Linked DNA regions of Mus musculus: region 2 is linked to region 1. A link is a contact called in public Hi-C data. All regions are on one chromosome and are shown on one strand. Each heading gives the region's core, a stretch centred on a gene start, on an enhancer-like site or on the middle of the called end of the contact. The rest is flanking DNA. Distances are from core to core; before and after follow the strand shown.

The links. A called contact is a pair of places that touch in the nucleus more often than the background predicts.
Region 2: a Hi-C map of bone marrow-derived macrophages shows a contact between it and region 1, with 4 times the contacts expected there. The contact joins two enhancer-like sites. A contact is called at or near these places in 1 of 15 datasets of contacts at CTCF or cohesin (the NIH/3T3 cell line), 7 of 484 Hi-C or Micro-C datasets (Th1 cells, bone marrow-derived macrophages, cerebral cortex and 3 more), 3 of 115 datasets of contacts at active chromatin or transcription factors (SST interneurons, bone marrow-derived dendritic cells and fibro-adipogenic progenitors) and 1 of 9 other capture datasets (embryonic stem cells).

The regions. Positions count from the first base shown.
Region 1 is chr13:110,794,070-110,800,831 of GRCm38.p6, forward strand. No RefSeq gene overlaps it. Among named protein-coding and RNA genes, the nearest start is that of Gm38397, 110 kb to the right of the region's middle. Within about 2 kb of position 4,067, at least 11 of the 459 cell types and tissues checked have an H3K27ac peak or open chromatin away from gene starts, as enhancers often do. A contact at or near this core is called in bone marrow-derived macrophages, where this site is marked.
Region 2 is chr13:110,964,134-110,970,515 of GRCm38.p6, forward strand. No RefSeq gene overlaps it. Among named protein-coding and RNA genes, the nearest start is that of 4930526H09Rik, 63 kb to the left of the region's middle. Within about 2 kb of position 4,083, at least 130 of the 459 cell types and tissues checked have an H3K27ac peak or open chromatin away from gene starts, as enhancers often do. A contact at or near this core is called in bone marrow-derived macrophages, where this site is marked.

The DNA.
Region 1 (6,762 bases), core at 2,817-5,316:
GTCTAGAATACTAAACCCAGCAAAACTTATAATCACCATAGATGAAGGAAAACAAGATATTTCATGACAGAACCAAATTTAAACAATATCTATCCACAAATCCAGCTCTACAAAAGATATTAGAAAGAAAATTCCAACACAAAGAGGTTAACTACACTCAAGAAAAAAAATAAAGGACTCCAAACCACAAAGCTAAGAGAAAAGAAGCACACAACACACACACACACACACACACACACACACACACACACACACACACCAAAACACACAACAATAACCACTAAAATCAAAATAATGAGAATTAACAATCATTGGTCATTAACACCTTTCAATATTAATGGACTTAATTCCCCAATAAAAAGACACAGGGTAACAGTATGGATGCAAAGACAGGATCCATCATTCTGCAGCATATGAGAAATATACCTCAGGAAGAACGTTAGAAGCTACCTTAGAGAAAGAACTGAAGGAGCTGAAGGGGTTTGCAGCCCCATAGAAAGAACAACAATATCAACCAACCAGACACCTTCCCCCAGAGCTCCCAGGGACTAAACCACCAATCAGAGTACACATAGAGGGACCCACAGCTCCAGCCACATATGTAGCAGAGAATGCCCTTGTGGGGAACCGATGAGAGAAGAGGCCCTTGGTCATTTGAAGGTTTGATGCCCCAGTGTAGGGGAATGCTATGGTGGGAAGGTGGGAGCAGGCAGGTAAGTGGAGGAACACCCTCATAGAAGCAGGGGAGGGAGGATGGGATAGGGAGTTTCCAGGGGGAACCTGGAAAGGGGATAAAGTGTGAAATATAAATAAAGAAAATATTCAATAAAATTCTTTTTAAAAAAAATTTAAAAGAGAGAGAGAGAGAGCCAGAAAACAAGTTTTCCAAGCAAATGGACCCAAGAGACAAGCTGGAGTAGCTATTCTAATACATAATAAAATTTCATTTTCAACCAAAAGTAATTAAAAGAGATAAGGAAGGATACTACATTATAATGAAAGGAAAAATCCACAATGATGACATCTTAATTCTGAACATCTATGCCCCAAATGAAAGGGTACCTACATTCATAAAAGAAACATTACTAACGCTTAAGTCACACATTAAACCCCACATATTAATAGTGGGAGAGTTCAGCACAATACTCTAACTAATGTTAGAGAAGATGTGGAGCAAGGACAATGTTCCTCTATTGCTGGTAGAAGTACAAACTTCCACCACTTTGGAAATAAATTTGGTGATTTCATAGAAAATTGGGAATAGACCCAGCTATACATATACACAAAAGATGCTCCACCATATCACAAGGACACTTTTTCAATTAAGTTTATAGCAGCCTAATTCATAATAGGCAGAAACTGGAAACAATCTAAATGTCCCTCAACCAAAGAATGGACAAAGAAAACATGATTCATTTATACAACAAAATACTACTCAGATATACCTTTAAAAAGAACATCATGAAATCTGCAGGCAAATGGATGGAACTAGAAAATACCATCCTGAGTGAGGTAACCTAGATTCAAAAGGAAATATATACAGTTATAAATGGATATTATCCATAGAGAATAGGATACTCATGCTAAAATCTACATACTCAAGTAAACTAGGTAATAAGGAGGACCGAAAGAGGGTTCATGAATCTCACTCAAAAGGGGAAATAAAACTGACATCAGGGGTGGAGGGGAGGGGGAGGGAGGGAGAGTAGGAGAAGGGTGGAGAGGAGATTAGAGGTCAGGATTAGGTGTACAGAGGGGAGAGGGCTGGGAGAAAGAATAGAAATCTGTGGCAGGACTGTATCTCTGTGATGGGGGAAGGTGCTGGGAGTCTATGGGACCTAGCTAAGACTCCTAACACCTGCGTATATGGAGCCTGAAGTGGCCACTTGCTGAAGCCAAACAGGTCTTCCAGTGGAGGGAGAAGGACATCAATCCACCCAAAAAAACCTTCATCTCAAAATTTGTCCTGCCTAAAAGATATGCAGGAATAAAGATGGAGCAGAAATTTAGGGAATGGCCAACGAATGACTAGCCCACTTGCGATCCGTCCCACGGGAGAGAGCCCATCATTGACCCTGTTAATGATACTCTGTTATGCTTGCAGACGGGAGCCTAGCATAACTGTCTTCTGAGGCTTCATCTAGCAGCTGATGGAAACAGATACAGAGACTTTCTGACAAACATTAGGAGGAGTTTAGAAAGTCTTGTGGAAGAGTGTGGGGTGCGGGGGAGGTGTTGAGTGAGCCGGAGGGGTCAAGGACACCATAAAAAGACCTACAGAGTAAACTAACCTGGGCTCATGAGAGTTCACAAAGACTGAACCACCAACCAAAGAGCATGTATGGGCTGGACCTAGGCCCTTACATACTTGTAACAGATGTGCAGCTTGGTCTTCATGTGGTTCCTTTAACAGTTCGAGGGGAGCTGTCTTGGACTCTGTGGCCTGCCATTGGTCCCCTTTCCCCTTGTTGGACTGCCTTGTCTGGCATCAGTGGGAGAGGTTGCCCTTAATCCTGTTGTGTGACTTGATGTGCTAGCATGGATTGGTACCTATGAGGGGTCGCCTTCTCTGAAGAGAAAGGTAGAGGGAATGGGGAAGGGAGATATAAAGGTGGGACTGGGAAGAGAGCAGGGGGCTTGTGGTTAGAATGTAAGTGAATAAATAAATTAATGAAAAAGAAGGTATTTTGATTATATACTCTCCTTTATTATCATTCTTAGTTGACAAATTAAATTGATTCTAACTATGTTATGTTTCCTGTATTTTTTTTTATTTTCAGGACTACCATCATATTTAGAATCTCATCTTGATTCAGTATAGGTTGACAATCACTTAATAGCTATTTATTACATATCAGACATGTACCAAGATTTTGGAATATTGAAATAAAATATAAACAAGTATTTTGACCAATTTCTGTATCCTTTAGTGAGGTACGAATTGAGCCATCCTATTAGTATTTTAAATAGAACTGAGAATAAGAACTTGTCAAATACAAATATTCGAGACACCAAATTTACAAAACAGATTTCACCTGCAGCTTGACACTAGTGATAGTTTCATTCAGATAACTCTTTTTGTTACATGACAATGTGTTAAATACCTCAGAGCACATATTATGTCACCTATTGTCCCCGATTATTAGGTACCAGTGCCATGTTGCCACTTGATAAGACAACCAACATTCAGACACCCCATGTTCCCTGAAGAGGCATTTACCATCTTGACACGCCCTCCTGAAAGATGGCAACTGTTTCTTCTTCATACCTCATAATGGTCAATTATATCTTTTGCTGGTGAGTTATTTTCCCAATATACTCTACATATTCGTAACACTTCTCTGAAATCCACTAAAGATGACCCACTACTCAATAAATAAAGGTCAAACAACAACAAAAGGGAGAACATTCAAATTCTAAAGGAGAACGAACAAGAAAAAATAAAAACAAAAGATGTGGAGTTTTTAGAAACTTTTGAAAGAGACATAAATTCACCCTTGTCGCATGATCAAACCCACTAGGCAAGAGCTTGAGGGTGAAGACGGACAATTGGGCAGTAATTCGTCAAGAGCAAACCAACTCTGCTGCCACACTGCTGTGACCTTACACTTTGTGTGGCTTGTGTCTTGATCATGACATCATTTGAATATTCACCAAACAAATCATATTTCCTGAAGCAAAGTGACAGCAATAAGAAACCCTACGTTCCATCCCTAGCACACAATAAAAGCAATTTAGACTTTCAATGCCTCTGCTACTTATTCATGTCCTAAATGAACACGGCAGCCTGAATCACCTTCACAGTCAAACAATGGCAGATTCATTACTTCCAGCATTTTTTATTTGCGAATATGAATCCCATTTTCATTAAAAGTAATATGAAAAAAAATGCCACATTTGGCATTTAAAAAAGTTCAGCACTTAAATTAACAAACTAAATCAGGAGGCAACTGACAATTTTAAGGCAGGAAAATCTCTAGTATCTCACAATGCTTACGGGACTCATGTAGATGTTTTTTCAGGCTTGGGGAAGAGTCCTAAGAATTACAGTAAGCCACACACTCATAAAGAAACTTATGATACTGCTTTAAGATAATAGAAAGGAGAAGTGATTTGTTCATTTAGACATGATGTAGGAATTCGGGTACTGTGCTTTCTCCCTTTTAGGGTCTTGCCATTTACAGGTGCACGGAGGAAACCCATGGCAGAAACCACAGAGACGAATGAATGGCCCTCCTGAGTAATTATTTAAGACGTGATGGTTATTTAGCTTAGACACAAAGGGACTGCCTTCATCTATCTGAGTGAGGGTGAGTGACTCATGGGTTCCCCTTCTTCCTGGGCCTGAAAAGGAGGAAATAGGGGGAAGGGGGTTAGTTATGAGGCAGGAATATCAGCCCGTGAATGCTGAGATGTGGCAGGAAGGCGTGGGCTGACTGTGCCAAGGAGCCGCACTTCAGGAAGGAAGCCTTCCCTCACTCAGCACGTTTATCACAGGAAGCCAGATGACTGTCCTGAGCTCTTTTCCCAACCCATCCATCCTTGGAAGAGGCTGCTCGTTTAGGGTAAAGTTCTTTATCAGGACCTGCGCCTGCCCCCTACTCCTTAACACTAACATACAAAGCTACCTATTGTCCATGTAATTTGTGTATCAGAGAATGATTAAAATTTCATTAGTGACTGTCCGGTCTTAATAACCTTCCCTCTCTGAGCTAGCTGGCCAAATAAAATTAACCACCAGGGGTAAGTCAGAATCAAACTTCCCTTTGAAGGATATTCCATAAATGTAGCTGTTCATCTGGAATACATCTAGTGAGCTTTTGATTTCTGTTTTGAGAATTCAGTTGTTACTAGGAAACTATCTCATCTCCTGAACAAATCTTACACGGGTAGATGGTTTCATAGAACATGGGATTCAAGGCAGAGAAAAACAAAGGCTGGGAGCAGCAGACATCTAGCTGTCATCATCAGGGCTACAGACTGTTCTTTTGGATTCTGGAGGACAGCATGATGTGACAGTGTCCCCTCCCACTTGTCATCGCTGCCTCCATGTTGATGCTGAACATATGGCCTTTAAGGGGGGAACCTGCTTTATCTGAAAACTTTCCTTTATGTCCCCAAAGAACAGCGTGTCTTAAAGAGACAAAAAGAAAGATCCATTAAGTGGTAGTACTCCAAACCATTTTGTTCAATGTTCAAAAACTTGACACACGAAGCATTATAGTTTAACTAACCTAGAATTAACTTTTGGTTAGCAGCAGGTTGTTCTTGCCCTTTTTAGGTTTGGTTGGCTTTGGTTTTGGAGGAGCTGCAATTAACTAGTCAGGCTAACTATCAATCACTCCAAGTAAATCACCGAGTCCTTGGATATGAAGTTATCCTGTTGATCAAAGAACAATTTTAGAATCATTGGCTCATCCCTCCCCACACTCTTCTGCCCTTCTTCCCTTTCTCTGTTCTCTTTTGGTGATTATGTACAAATGTGTCTACAGGGCAGTGGGGAGGAAAGAGCATTAAGTATTCACTTAACTAAATGAACTTCCCAGGTTGATGGGAACCTATAGGGCAGTGGGGAGGAGAGAGCATTAAGAGCATTAAGTATTCACTTAACTAAATAAACTTCCCCATGCTATGTGGGAAGCAGGAGCTTGGTTTAAACAAAAGATCACAAAATGAATGAGAAACAATGATTGGTCCTTAAGCAGCTGAGAAGCAAAAGTTAACTCTCACCTCCTTTAAGATTCTAGAGATGAGCATAGGGTGTAATCACAGAGAGTCACATGCAAGGTTTGCATAACAATTATACAAGGTGAAGAGTGAAAGCTGAGAGGTTGGAAAGGTTGGAGAATCAGCACAGAGAAATTATTTTGAAAGTAGTAACCCTTGTCTCTGAACTGATAATTCAGTCTTTGATCCAGAGCTCAAAGCTAATTGTTATGAACCAAAAGAAGAGTTTAATGCAAAATGAAATGAAGTGAATAACAATAGCAGCTTCACTTCTATGGACAAGGTGAAAACCTGCTCCATGGAAATTGCCATGAGCATCTCCTGGTCATAGGTTTTGACATTACGTGAGGAATTGCCTGCAGAATCTGAGGCACATCAGTATAATAAGAGCCATGATGTAGAGACAAGGACAAACCCAGGGAGGGGAAGTTGATGGTCTTGAGAGAAATCCTTGACACTGTAGAGAACTCATTTCTCATTCTCAGAGGTTTTGCTCAGACAGGAGGGAAATTAGTGTCTATAAACTGCAAATTTGAAACAGTTGAAAAAATTGTATAATGAATATATGTCTTTGTTCCAGTGATGGGACTTCAGAGATTCCCCATTTATTTACAGACTTGCATCTATGATTTCCATTTATAAACTCCCTCTGGCTTCTGAAATAGATGCAACCAAATGATTTCATATGAAATATTTCACCATATAGCTCCAGAACTAACACTTAAAAACTAATATATAGTAATATATATTAATTACTATGTATATTAATACAATGGCTGATGAACTGGCCCAGCAGTTAAGAGTACTTGCTACTCTGGCAGAGTACCTGGGTTCGGGTCCGAAAGCCCACATGGCAACTCACAAATACCTATAATTATAGTTCTAGGGGACTCAAAACCCTCTCTGACATCCCTGGGCACTAGACACATGTGTTAGACACACATACATGCAAGCAAAACACTCAAACACATGAAATATAAATAAATAAATCTTTGAAAAACATAAAGAGCTAATAACACATTTTAAATCACTGAC
Region 2 (6,382 bases), core at 2,833-5,332, 170 kb after region 1:
CGTAAGGTCTAAGAACACTAGACTGTATCTTGCCTGCTGCCATGCTGCCCACCAGGATGCTCATGGGCTTTACTGACATCTGCAACACTGAGCCCCAAATGAAGGACCTTCTTATAGAAGTTGGTTTGGTCGTGGTTTAGAAAATAAGTCTTTAAAACATAAAATACTCAAGAGTAGCATTTAGGAAAATAAATCCAGCGAGAGGAAGAGAAACAAAAGCCACAGGTTAAGCCTAGTGTAACACACATTTCATCACACCCTTGCCTCATGGATTCAAGTTCACTTTCTACCATTCTTCTTACCTTGAAAAAAGAATACAGAAATAATTTGGTCTGGGTGTTGGATTTCAAGCCTAGGGCCCCTGGTACACTAAGAACGGAATCCACCACTTGGCTACTTACCAAACTCCAAAACAAGGGTTTTTGAGAACTGCTTGCTCTTACCCTCTCCAGGTTCTTGGTTTGTTTTCTCCTCCTCCTCCTCCTCCTCCTTCTCCTCCTCCTCCTCCTCCACTTCCTCCTCTCTACCTCCCCCTCCTTCTTCTTCTCCTCTTCCTCCTCCCCCTCCTCTCCCTCCTCCCTCTTCTCTTCCTCCTCTCCTCCTTCCCCTCCTCCTCCTCCTCTTCCTCCTCCTTCTTTGCATAGTTGTACATACACGTGTACACACTTGTAGGTGTGCTCACCCATGCAGGTGTGTGTGGCCACAGGTTGCCATCAGAGTGTTTTCTGTAATTGCTTCTCCACTCTGAAAACTGGTTCTCTCATTGAACCTGCAGATGGCCATTCTAGACTGCCTGGTCAAAGAGCTACAAGGAGGCACTTGTTTCTGTCTGTCGGTGCTGGGATTACAACAGTTCATCGCCACACACCTCTGCATGTGGGTGCTGGAGATTTGAACTCGGGTCCCCAGGTTTGTGCAGAAAGTGCTTTGCCCACTGAACCATCTCCTCATCCCCAGCGCTGGGTTTCTTATATTTTCTATCTCTTTAAAACATAAAAATGTACTGCATCTCTGTCTAGAGTGATAAAACTGTTGTGATAATAAGGTATTTTTTTTAATGTCCAGAGGACATTCTCAGATGTCATAAATGCCTTTCCAAATGTTTGAGCTCCAAATAAATTCAAAATGCATTTAGTAGAATGTAATTCCTCTTCTCATTTAAACCCAGGAGGGCTTCAAGGAAAACACAATTCAAGTGTTTCTTGAATTTATTGTTTTACACTTGAGTCAGCCAAATGTGATTTGAAAACAGATGCTTGATATAAAAAAACCAAAAACCAAAAAAAACCAAACAACAAAAACAAAAATATAAACCTTTAAATGAATGTTGTTAGGTTTCCTTGGTGTTCTCTCTCTCTCTCTCTCTCTCTCTCTCTCTCTCTCCCTTCCTTCCTTCTTTCCTTCCTTCCTTTCTTAAAAGAGGAAGAAAGGAGTCTAATATAAACTTTCTTAAAATTCTCTAACTACAACCAGAAAATTAAGCCACAAATATACTGACCCTAGTGCTTTTCTTTGTTTGGCCACATGTCACGTTGTCTTGTATATTTGAAGGGTTTTATTGCTGTGAAAATACACCACAACCATGGTGACTCTCATAAAGGAAAACAACTAATTGGGGCTGGTTTACAGTTTCAGAGGTTCAGTCCATTGTGGTGGGAAACATGGCAGCATGCAGGCAGATATGGCGCTGAGAGTTCTACATCTTAATCTGAAAGCAGCTAGGAGCCTGAATATGTTTCACACTGGGAGTAGCTTGAACATTTAAGACCTCATGTCTGCCTCAACAGTGACACATTTCCTATAGCAAGGCCACACTCCTCTAATAAAGCCAAACCTTCTAATAGTGCCACTCCCTATGGCCAAGGATTCAAACACATGAATCTCTGGGACTATACCTAGCCAAACCACCACAACCACAGAAAACATCTTCATGCTGAATAGACAGCTCTAGTTTGGACACTGAGAGGAGGGAAAAGTTGAGTTCCTGGTCACATGTTACAGATGCTCATTTTAAAACATCATAGTAAAAATAAACGTACTCTTAAAGAAGCAAAACATGAAATCTGAGATCATGGATTCGATTACTAATCCTACTTTACATGCTGAGTAAATATAGCAATTCACTCACCTGCCCAAGCACCAGTTTTCTCATTTGATCAACGTGGATAACAATACCTATCTTGCAGGCTACGAACAGGCCGTTCTGGAGATTGCTATCAACCCCTTCTATGTATATATCTCCCTTTTGTCCATCTGGGAAATAAAACATGAAACAATATGTCTGCTGCAGATACTCTTTTCCTAGACCTGATATTAGTGATAACCGTTGCGAACAATTAAAAAAATGTTTTAAAAATTCTTTTAAAAAGAAGAAACATGTTTGCTCTTCCTTAAATGATCTTAGGGTAGGCATCAGCTTTAAAATGAATCTGGAAGTAGTTTACCTTTGGTCCTTTTATGCATACACACACACATGCACACACATGCATACCTACACACACAGGTTTACCTAGAGCCATACAAGAGGCAACAAAGAAAAAAAATCCCAAGAAGGCTCTCCATTTACACAAATGTAAAAGTCAAGGGACAACCTTGTTGAGCCAAAATATTGCACAGTTTTCTGTCATTCTCTCTTGGGTTGCATCTGTGTTAAAAAGATTCTCCCCAAAAGTGGCAAGGGGCACCCTTTCCTGAATTCCCAGCTCTTGTCAGGAATAACAAATTTCTAAAGAACTAAATTAAAAAGAAAGTTCAAAAAGGAAATCTCTCTTCTAGTCTTTCTTATTGCACAGTACAAATGGCTAAGGACTCCAAGGGAGACCACCATAAACTCTGTAGAACAAAGTGTAGTATTTCACTGTGAATTAGCCTGTTAAAAAAAATGTTACAAAGCAGAGCTCATTGTTTTAGGATTTACTGTTCCACACATCCTAAAGATATGATAAGAAACTATGAAGTCAGCACTGTAGCTATTGAGACAGCGAGAGCAGACAAGCTCCATCCAGAAACAAATAGATTTCCTACAGACCTGTGATCTTGCTTATCTAAGAGGAAGGTTTTGTTTGCTTGTCAATCAAGCAGAGCAGATCTTCTGGGCGCGCGGCCACACCTTGGACTGGGGAAGCTCAGGAAGGAAGGAATGTGGGAAGGAAGAGGGGAGAGGCCATTTCCTGATGGGTCAGCTGCTGGCAAGTGTCTGGACCCTGGGAAAGCTGTGGTGTAAGCCTTCCTCTCCTTGGAGAGCAAGCAGAGCAGCAGGAACAATGGTGTGAAACTCTGCCGGTAACTCCCAGGTCACGCCTGGAGCAGCATGGTCCACCGGCAGCAGGTTATGCCTCAACATGTCCTGGACTCTCGGCAGCCTGCTGTTTAAACCTCCCTGTGCAATCCCTCTGCCAACATGAAGCATATTCTCAAGGCAATTTCTCTCCAAGGGAGACAAAGAGCATCTAGCACTGGGTTAACTGAAAAGCCATGGCATGGGAGAAAAGGCCTTCTAAGACTCTCAGACTGCCAATCCCAGAGATCTTGACTGACAGTTCTTATGTTTTAACATCCCAAGTGATCTTTTTATGTTCAGTTTCTGATTAATCTGCAGAGCATCCTCCTGTGTTAGGCTACTCAGGATCTGTAGAATGAGTTAAAAGACACCATTCCCTGCTCCAGGCTTGGTCTCCCCACGCTCTGAAAGGGCTGTGCCAAGGAAACTTACTTCTACTGTTAATGTCTCAGCTAAAAGGTGCTTAATCATTGTAAGAATTTCTTAGCTGGGCGTGGTGGGTACATGCATATAATTCCAACATGTGGGAGGTGGGGGCGGGGCCATCAGGAATTTGAGGTTATCCTGAACAACATAGTGAGTTCATGTCCAACCTAGAATACAAAGTACAAAATCTGAAGAAAAACGAAACAAAACTACAAAAATGAAAACAAGGACCAGCTGGGTTGGTGCAGAGGAAAGCCAAGATAAACCAAGAAAAAAAAAAATAAAACACATCAATTTAAAAATACCTTATTCAATATTCAAGACAAGATTTCCTACTGTTCCTAGTCTAAGAGACTAGTTTAGGGTAATCTCTTTCCCTCCCTTCCTCTTTCACACAGTGTAAGCAGGGCATTTGGCTCCTCCCTAGCACAGTGCAAGCCTCCATGTTCTTTAAATCTGGTACATTCCTGCCCTCTAGAGGACAGAGTTCCAATCACTGCTAGGATCAAACAGTTGCTTTGTGGAGACTGAATTGTCAAATTCATAGCCGTGAAGTACTCTTGGCTCACACAGGCACAACAGCTTTCAAAAAAATAATCTTTCTTCAGGTGATTCCCAGGCATCAAATTTACCTAAAGGTCATTTTTCTTATAAACAGGAGTAGTTCGTTGTTGGTGAAAATGTAATACCATATGGATTTATTTCTCTGTTTTTCCTACACGTGCTTAAATTGGCCAAAACAGTGGCAATGAGCTTAAGCCAATGTCTTTGGAGCTTCTCCCTAATCCTCACCCCTCAGTTCTCAACACAGGAGTCCAAGAGCGCCAGGAAGATCATCCAAAGAAGTCATTCTTCAATCCCTTTAAGCCGATGGGGCTTTGCACTTCCCGGGCAGGATTGAAGCAGCCAGACACATGCTGTCGCCTTCTCCTCCACTAGGAGAACTTCCTAGCAGAGCCAAGAGGGCCAAGTGACGTTCTCCAAGTGACGTTCTCCAGGCCACAGAGTTGGATTGAGGCATATGGTGCAATGGAACCCAAACTGCTGATAATGTTTTTAAGCCTGTGGCATCAGTTTTCTATTCAAAGACCAAGCCAGAGGTTTGCGTTATTTTATTTTTAGTTACATAGACACCAGGCTATTTATCACCAGGGACAGAAGTGAATCTAGCACTGCCCCCTGTGTGGTGGTTTGAATGAAAAGGGCCTCCATAGGTGCAGAGGGAGTGGTACTATTAGGAGGCATGGCCTTGTTGAGGAGGTGTGCCACACTGGAGGTAGCTTCGAAGTTTCAAATGCTCAAGCCAAACCCAGTGTCTCTTTCTCTTCCTGGTGCTTTCAGATCCAGATGTAGAACTCTCAGCTACTTCCCCAGCACCACACCTGCCCAGATGCTGCCATGCTTCCTGCCATGATGAAAATGGACTTAACCTAGAAACTGTAAGGCAGCCCCAATTAAATGTTTTCCTTTATAAGAGTTGGGTAGTCATAGAGTCTCGTCACAGCAATTGTCACTCTCCAACATGTGTCTATTTCAGACTAGGTCATGGCACCATTGGATATGGTGATCTTCCTGGTTACAGTCATCTATATTCTGGAACCTTGGAAAGTGTTTGTGATGCTGGCTGTCCTTTTATAACAACTTTCTGGCCTTTGTTCTCTTCCGTTTATGAATAAGAAACTAAGGAATATCACTAGACCAGGCCATAGAGCATACAACTGTAAGATCTCTTCTGCTCTAAAATGTGTCATTTCTGTTTCATCACGAAGTTTCTAACAAAGAAAAGAGCACTAGATCGATGCATAAATTACTTCATCTATTTGCTTTTAAAATAAGATGGGAACTGACATGCCTTAGGCTTCATACTTCACCGGCAGAGCTAGGGCTAATAGGGATTCTTAATTTCAAGCCAGTCACTGTACAAAGTCTATTATAGCTCCTTTCTCATCCTCCTCCCCTGACACACACACCAGCTGCAGAGGTCCACCGTGAAATCACCATACACATCAGAAAGATGTTGTCTTTGACAGTTCCTTCCTTGCTCTCTCCACTTAATCATCTTCAATGCTGCATCTTTCTAGGGTGTGCAGATGGCTACCAACTCCAGTCCCCCAAACCTGCCTCACAGTTATGTCTGACTTAGTGGGCCCTTATCTATATCCAGGTTGGAATGAAACTTTGATTTCCCAGGGCACAAGACAAAGTATGTCAATAATGAGGAGAGCAGCTGGACCTAAGACTCAATATTTGAAGGACTATGGGAAAGATTTGAAAACCAGAGTCTGTCTAGAATTGGAAATTTTCTACTTTTCTAAAAACCCACTCAAATGACTGTTGGGGGAAGCCCGGATGATTTCTCAGCAAGTTGGTTTCTGCTTCTAACGTCATGTTCAAGTTCTCGTCTGATTATGACTTACTAGAAGGTGACTTTAAAATGGCATATGGGTTAAATTGTACTTCTCTACTCATGGTGAAAGGATGGAAAGGAAAGAATGCAAAACTGTACAACCCACGTACCACATGGGTGTGGTTATTTAATCTATAATTTTTTCTCTTTATCCACTTTCTACTGCACACTCATGCTCAATCCAGCAAGTTTAGGCTTCTCAGTCAGGTGCCAGCTTCCAGGAATATGTGAGCAGCTCCAGCAGAAATTCAGAAACAAAGCTGGGGATG